Linked DNA regions of Gossypium hirsutum: region 2 is linked to region 1. Evidence: chromatin contacts called from public Hi-C data. All regions are on one chromosome and are shown on one strand. Each heading gives the region's core, a stretch centred on a gene start, on an enhancer-like site or on the middle of the called end of the contact. The rest is flanking DNA. Distances are from core to core; before and after follow the strand shown.

The links. A called contact is a pair of places that touch in the nucleus more often than the background predicts.
Region 2: a Hi-C map of leaf shows a contact between it and region 1, with 2.8 times the contacts expected there. The contact joins the enhancer-like site here to the promoter of LOC107954647 in region 1. A contact is called at or near these places in 2 of 34 Hi-C or Micro-C datasets (both in leaf).

The regions. Positions count from the first base shown.
Region 1 is chrD07:29,283,953-29,288,069 of Gossypium_hirsutum_v2.1, reverse strand. LOC107954647 (CLIP-associated protein) reads right to left here and starts at 2,562. Exons shown (of 22, transcript XM_016890262.2): 1 at 1,710-2,562; 2 at 269-424; 3 at 124-186. The coding sequence starts at 2,042.
Region 2 is chrD07:29,512,931-29,516,679 of Gossypium_hirsutum_v2.1, reverse strand. LOC107954644 (transcription factor PIF1) reads right to left here. Exons shown (of 9, transcript XM_041096493.1): 7 at 2,965-3,363; 8 at 2,800-2,878; 9 at 2,100-2,498. The coding sequence ends at 2,482. Among protein-coding and RNA genes, the nearest start is that of LOC107954644, 5.4 kb to the right of the region's middle. Within about 2 kb of position 1,564, at least 3 of the 9 cell types and tissues checked have an H3K27ac peak or open chromatin away from gene starts, as enhancers often do. A contact at or near this core is called in leaf, where this site is marked.

The sequences.
Region 1 (4,117 bases), core at 1,313-3,812:
CATCGATTAGAAATTTGAATATGACCAAAACAAGAATAAGAAAATATCAATTCTTACTAAACCTAAGTTAGAAATGTTGTTGAGCTCTAGTAAAGATAATACTAGAAGACAACTTTCACTGACCTCAATGCACAATATAGCAGCTTCACGAACACCGGGATTTGAGTCATGCAACATCTGCAAAATCTGATAAATAAAGAAATTTATATATGTCAACTTATCTCTGTCACACATACATTTTGGAGAAGTTAATGACTAATGAGCATACGGGGGGGAGAATAGCCCGTTGAAGTGGAAGCTCAGTAGATGCAAAAAGACTGATTGAGGATGTGACTGTCTGGGCAAATTCCTCCCTAACTCTCCAACTTCTATGCGTCCAGCCGTAAGAGCCCGCCCTTTCAACAATAATTGTTGGAGAAGAAACCTGGAATACAAAATAATCAGTATATTTTACAGATCAAACTAATTGTTTACCACTTATCTTAAAATAATAATTCAAAAAACTCAGCAAGGCACTCAAATTGATACTTACTCCAAAATATAATTGCAAAACATATAATCTAGTCCCTTTCCTTATGAAAACAGATATAAAAATAAAACCATAAACCACCGGGCATTGAAAAGAAATTTAAAAAATAAAAATTGCAATGGACAAATTCTTGAGGTTGTCCACTCCCTCATTGTATCACTAATCTTACTTGAAAATGCATATGGATTAAGGAAGTTACTACTTTCCACAACATAAAACAGAAAAGAAAAGGAATACTTAGATACAAAAGCAAATAACATTTATGAAGACTTCAAAAATACAGTGTACTTTTATAGAGAACAAAATGCTGCATGATTTTACTAAATTGGAGATGGGTTTCAGTAATTTTGTTAACTTCCAATCTATTATGGTTTCATTTCTACCATTTTCTCTTTCTTTTTTGACCAACCTTTAGCAAGCAAAAAGCAAGTGAAAGAAACGACCACATAATGGGATCCAAGAAAAGTGAAAAAGCTTTTGACAACTTGTATTCTTACTAAATTGTCCATAGCCATTATGACAATGCAGGTTCTTAAGTCTTGCTTTAGAGTGAGAACTAGAAAAGAAAATCTTAAAAGCTAATGCTTTAGTTCTTCACAGCAGACTTTTTAAACCACACTAAACATAAACGTATCTTTTGAGAGTAGAAGAGTATCAAGCATCTGCTTTTCAATAACATATGATAGCCATAGAGGTAATTGCATGAGGAACCCTAATTCACGAACTTGCTTTCTTAGTAGTATTAATAAAAAATTAAAATGGAATGAATGACTAATCCCACAAGAAACATGGAAGCCATCCCGAGGTAATTAAGGATGGTAATTATTCAATTGCATAAAAGCATTCACTAATGACTTCTACAAAGCTAAGGTAACTTTAGAAAGCAATAAAATAAGGAATGAGTTAGGTTTCCATTTACCAAGAATTGCGAAGACAAAAATGATAACGAATTATTTTAAGGTAAAACAATTCGGAAGCCCTTGACTCATTCAAAGCTAAGAAAAACCGTATTTCCTATCTCCATGAATAAAAAACATTCTGGTACGGTAAAGTTCCACAAAGCGGAGGGACAAAAGTCTTCCATGGATTGATATGCATGAAAGTCAGTTATAAGAAGGAAAAGGAATTATACTAGCAGTAGACAATCAATAACATAAAAGGAAATAGATAGCAACTCTACCTCCATGAGAGTGAGAAGTAGGCGTCTCGCAGCGTCTCTGACGGTTTGCTTAGCGTCACCTAACCGTTCAACAACCGCGGGAACAAGCGCGTTGAAGTGCAACTTCAAGTGATCACCAGAGAGGACGGCGGCAGAAGCAAGTGCCTGGAGAGCGCCCTGGGAGACTCTGAAGTTGTTGTCGTTGAGGAGATCCATGCAGCAATCCACGAGCGAAGTAACCTCCGAATAAGTCAGACTCTTTCTGGAACCTTCGAGGAGGTGGTAGAGACGTTCCACAGCCGCCATTCGCTCCTTGGTGTCTTTGGCGCGTGCCAGCTCCAGTGCCTCCTCCATCTGGATCCCGATCCTGTCCTCAGATCTAAATTTCTCAACCAATTCCAGTAATTTGGAAAAAAAACAATAAAAATGAAAATTGAGGAAATGTGTTTGGCAGAGAGGAAAGAAATTCAATTAAAGGCAAGGAAAATGATTGTTATTGGTAAAGAGATACTTAGCGAAGAAGTTGCGCTTATTTTCTTTCTTATTAATTTTTCTTTTCTTTTCTTTCCTCAAAAAGAAATTATCATTACGGATGAAAGGAGTAGAGATGGTAAAGTGGACTGAGATTGACGGAGAAGATGATGAAAGTGTGTGGTTCAGGTAATTAAGGAAACTGCCCATCCCTTTTGTATTATTTTACGAGTTTTTGCCATTCTTTTTTTTGTTTTCGCGCGAGACTGCGATGTGCTCTTTTTTTAGTTTTTTTTTGTTCAGTTGTAACCGTCGTAAGGATAACACAGGGATGATCGGATACTTCAGATTTGGAATTTACTAGTCCAGCTATTTTTTGGTTTAAAATTTCTAGTTATTCTTTTATTTCAAACAACTTACTTTCCCTATTTTTTTTATTACATTAACTATCGAGTAATTATTTTTTATTTTAAAATGTTTCATTAATAAATTTAACAGAAAATTTTCAACAGAATTAACAATTAAACAAAAGCAAAAAGAATAAAATGCATACATAACATATATATATAATGAATTACCTACCAATACATCCGATAAAACTCAAATTTAAGGGATGATTTACCCATATATGCTACAAAAAAGAAATTTGACCATTTATACTAATTTTTTTAATTTACCGATATATATTATTTTTAGAGAGAGAAAAAAATGTGTCTAACAGGCACGTTTCACTTTGTGAAAATAATTGTCGCAATTCATTGAATTGTTGTGGTGAATGAGGTTTTTTCTCAAAAACAGCGGAATCAATCCGTTGGTGTTTGGAGTCGGGAGTTGAATCCCCAAGAAGAACATCATCGACAATCACGACAGTGGATGAAGGAACGGCAAGAGGAATGGCAGGAATTGAGGTGGAGGGTACGATGGTCACAATTGATTGAGGTAGCAAAGAGGGGGAATTATAATCTTCTTCCTCTTCTTCTTCTAACAACTCCTTATCCTCTTCGTCGTTATTATTGAGCACATCGTTGTTGATGTGTTTTCACAATAGAAAAAGGGAAACGTGTTGTAGGACACATTTTCCTTTCTCTCTCCAAACATAATATATATTGGTAAATTAAAAAAAGAACATAAATTATCAAATTTTATTTTTATTCAGCATACATGGATAAATCAACCCAAATTTAAGTACTTAAAAATTTAAAATTTTCATATATTTTAAAAAAAATCGTTTTTAATAAATTTTGAAAGACAATTTTTCATGTTTTTTTTTCCAATCACCATGTAATAGGTGTCCCAAAATCTACTATTATAATTGTGAAATGGAATCATATTGAGCAACAACCCCTTCCTCACTTCGTCCTTATTAAATACTGTCGAAACTTCTTTTTTTCAAATCGACTTTTTTATTTTTTTTTAAAAACGAAAATGGAGTCGCCACCAATCCTTTTTTTGAGGTGTGATCGGATCACCTTACAATTTGATCGTTTTAATAAAAAGTTTGATTTACTAAAATAATAATTTTGGTCTACCAAATCCCGGAAATGGGTTCGGGAGTATGTTACGCACGAGGAAGGATTAGCACCCTCGTAACACCCGAAATTGATACTTAATTGATTAATTGATGTCTTAGTGTGGAGAATTAGAAATTTGAAAAGAGTTCCATTTTTGTATTAAGGCACTACCTAACTAAAGTAATTTTCACGAAAAGGGCTTATCTCAAGTTAATCGAGAAAAAGGATCATGTCGCGTAAGTTAGGACACAATGTCTTAAGTCCTTGGAAACGAGAATAAACGTCAATTGATCGTTACTTAAATCTCATTTTTATTTATTTTAAAGTAAATATTCAACTATCTCGGTTTTAGAAAGAAGTCATATTCCATAAGTTAGAAACACAACATTTCTAATTTCAAAATAATGAACATTACCTTGATTTAAAAAAATTATTTTTTATGCATCG
Region 2 (3,749 bases), core at 315-2,814, 230 kb before region 1:
CCCAGGATTTCAGGAAGTTGATGACCCAAGTTAAACGCTTCAAATATTTTGCAAATGCAGGCTACATAGCTCAAATACCTCTAGTAAAAAGGTCCTTACGGTCATGAGAAGTGGAGGCAAATGCTTGACTGTTTTTTTCTCCTCATTATAGTTTAAACTAGCAACTTATTGATATTTTTCAGCAGCATAGAATCTCCAACTGCATTGAATTGCATAAGAAGAACATATTCGCGGGAGAAATGCTGAAACCTAATAGCGCTAGAGTTTAAACTTTAAATAGTGTAAACTATTTTTTAGTATGTAGTTAAATAATTACATACTAAAACTAATTAAAATTTGATTAGTTTTTGTGTCATAGGATTAGAAATTTTATCTCATAATTCATGTAACTTTAAGTGATTTTGTTGAAAATTCTCGATAGAAATTTTCTTCAAACACCATAAATAAAGTGGAAGCAATTTAAAATAAAAAAGAAATGAAAGAACATAAAATGCCACGTACATAAAGTGTGTAAATATTTTTAATAGTATTAAATTACTATGAAGGATTACATGGAAGTTCTCTATTTATAATTGAGCAAGATTAGAGTCTATCTACAACTGACATTTAAATTCTATATATCTTTATCATTAGGGCTTACACTAATTACCCTAATAACTCTAATTTTAGTGGAGTGTTTCACTGGGTCATTAAGGTTTCAAGTAGATAAATTTTTTTTATATCTTTCACAGTCGAGTCAGTTCAAATGGATCAAAAAAGCTACATTTAATTAGTTGACGTCCATAGGACACTCTTTACGTACTCAAGATGAGCTTTGATCCGTGACCCGTTACACTTGTACTTAGATAATATTAGTATACACTTAATTTTTTTTTGCAATTATCCAAAATTTTATAATGGAAGTTGTGTGCATGAAGATTTTTGGGCCTTAAATCTACCAAACAGCTTATTCCGGCCGTGAAACTTTCAAGGATGAACATCTTCAATAACTCATCTACCAAACAGTTCTTCGCTGACTACAATGATGTCGATATGGTTATGTCCAAGTTGTGATTGCATGGAGGAGGAAAGGAAATCATGCTGCCGTCTGGGAACCTGAAAATGGAGACGGCAGCGTATTGATTGGCTAAACCCTTATATCCTCTTCCTCGAGTTTTGCAATAGCATTTTGCTTGGTATAGCCTTTCCCAGTTCCCATCCATTCCTTTTATCTTCCAACCAACAAGCTGTCAAATGGTAGTAGAGAATAAGAAAGAAGAGTTGAGAGGGGATGGTTGACTATTTTATGCCTTGGTTTGTCTCATGCAGTTTTGAAGAGAATGTGAAAACTTGTTGTCATTGTGATAATAAGAACAGAAGGAAAGCCAATCATCTCATCCATTAGGTGATCTGAATGTGTACCCCTTTTTGTTCTTTGTATCCCAAATGAGAGGTCGTTCTCATAGTTTTAAAGACACCATGTTATTATTATTAAGGCGTCGTGAGGACAATCTTGCCCCAGCATTGCTGTTCCCACATATTGTTGTCAACCTACATTAATTTCAGCATATATTATCAATAAAGGGTCCTTCTCATACCTATATCATTGGCATTTCTTGGTTGGCCTGCCTTTTGGATTAGGAATCATTGGACCATAGCTTAATAAGCACTCAGAAAAAGATAAAAAGAAAAAGAAAAAAGAAAAGGGAACAGCGACTATTTCTCTTATGCACTCTTTTTAAGGTTGAGAGAAGATGAATTTTGGCTCATAAAAAAGGCAAAGTGAAAAAGTGGCCATTCGCTCCTCTGCACCTTTTTCAGGTTCAGAAGAGAACCAATCTACAAGTTGAAACCTCTTTTCATACCTCTGCTTAATATCCCCCTTGTCCTGCTTAAAACTTTTACCCTCAGTATTGAAAATTGACCTCAATAAGTTGGTTGATTAAGACAATTTTCGACACCACATCTATATTGATCAAGATTCCAATATTAATATTTGCAATCTTGTTTATACTCAAAGATAATAATAACTTAAGAACCACTTGGGCGGGTTTGTGAGCAAACCAGAGTCATCCAATCAAAAGCCAAGGGTGACTTTTTCTTTTGTTGCTACATTCTGCTGTCTAAGCCTCTTTCTTATTCTGAACAAACAGAAAATCAAACTGTTTTAACCAAATATTCCTATGGTGGAGTAATAATTACATTCTAGCTGTGTTACAACATTTAGCTAGTATTTTTTTTTTTAAGTTGGTCTCAGACAAGAAGGTTCTCTTACACTAACAAAACTTTTTAGAAAAGGTAAGAACCTTTCCCTGAGTGATCCCAAACAGAATTGTCAACCTGTAATGCACAGGAGCTCTTTCTTCAATGTTTTCATGTTATGGAAGTCCAAAGGAATACACAAGCAAGCAGCACTTGCGACCAGGATTCAGATAATAGAATCTGCTTGCAGCCTGAGAGTAGTTGATGCTGGCCGGCCACCACTTGTAAATCCTTTTAGTGCTATCTTGTCATGTCACCTTCATGTTGTCATCCAATAAAAAGTACATTAGAAATCATCCATCATTAAACAGTAAGTGAACTTTTAATTAATGGCTAATAAATATATGTCTCACTCATCATTCGAGCTGACATGATTTTAGTGGAAACCAGGTTAATTTCACCACAATGGCTCAAGTCTGTAAATGCTATATATGTAGATCCTAATTATAGAAATGATTAGAGGGCGACATGGCATGTACTATCTTCTTATTTCTCATGTGTATACTTTTGTCAACAACCATCTTCTAATAATGGTGAAGCAGACAACAATGGACCTACCTGATGGGTGATTTTCAAGATTATCAGCTCCCTTACTGGTACTGGGTTTACTAGAACTTGGCTGGGCCATCGCTTGATTCTGTAAGAGGCGAAATTAATTAGTAATCAGTACTTCACATGATAGATGTGAAGCCATAATTTTGAGAATGACATGCTAAACACTACCAGTGGAGGGGATAATTGCATCGGGTGAAGACCAATATTATACTGCTGATAAGGATCAGCAAAGTTTGGGACACAAGGCTGGTTTGGGTTTTGTACACCAAGCCGGTTTAACATGGTGTCTGACTGATTGTTTGGTTGGATTCTTGATGGATCAGGAGCTGGAGCTGGAGCCAGAGCCGGTGGTGGCATATGAAAGGGTCGCATAGTAAATCTTGGACCCAGATGAGCAGCAGCTGCTGGTGTTGGTAATGGTGAGCCAGCCAAAACATTTGTAAATGGCATCGTTGGCCTTCCAATATCCATGCCCATGCCCATTCCAATTCCCATTCCCATTGTTGGCATGTATTGTTGAACACCAGGAAACATCATTGGGACCATGCCACACCCCATGGACATCATCTGCATAAAGTTAAATTTTAAAATAAAACAGTTCACTGAACATATTGTGAATAGAACATAACAATCATGTCCTAACTTACTGCATAGTAGGCGGAATTGATGAAGATGTTATTTAAGTTACAAGAGCCGAAGCAAACTGAGAATAAAGTGCTATGGTTAGGATAGGTTTATAATTTTAGAATGAGAAAGTATGCACATTCTTATTTAGTTACTCATTAAGCTCTAGTTCTTAATTAGTTCACTGGTGTTTCAATCTGAAATTTAATCTATTCATGTATATCAAGTAAAAATCATGTTCCCAAAAAGAAAGCTTGCCTCTTGACTCTTGAGTTGGTGGTGTTTCAATGGTGAAGTCCCTACAATTAACAGTTCCATAACATTCAAAA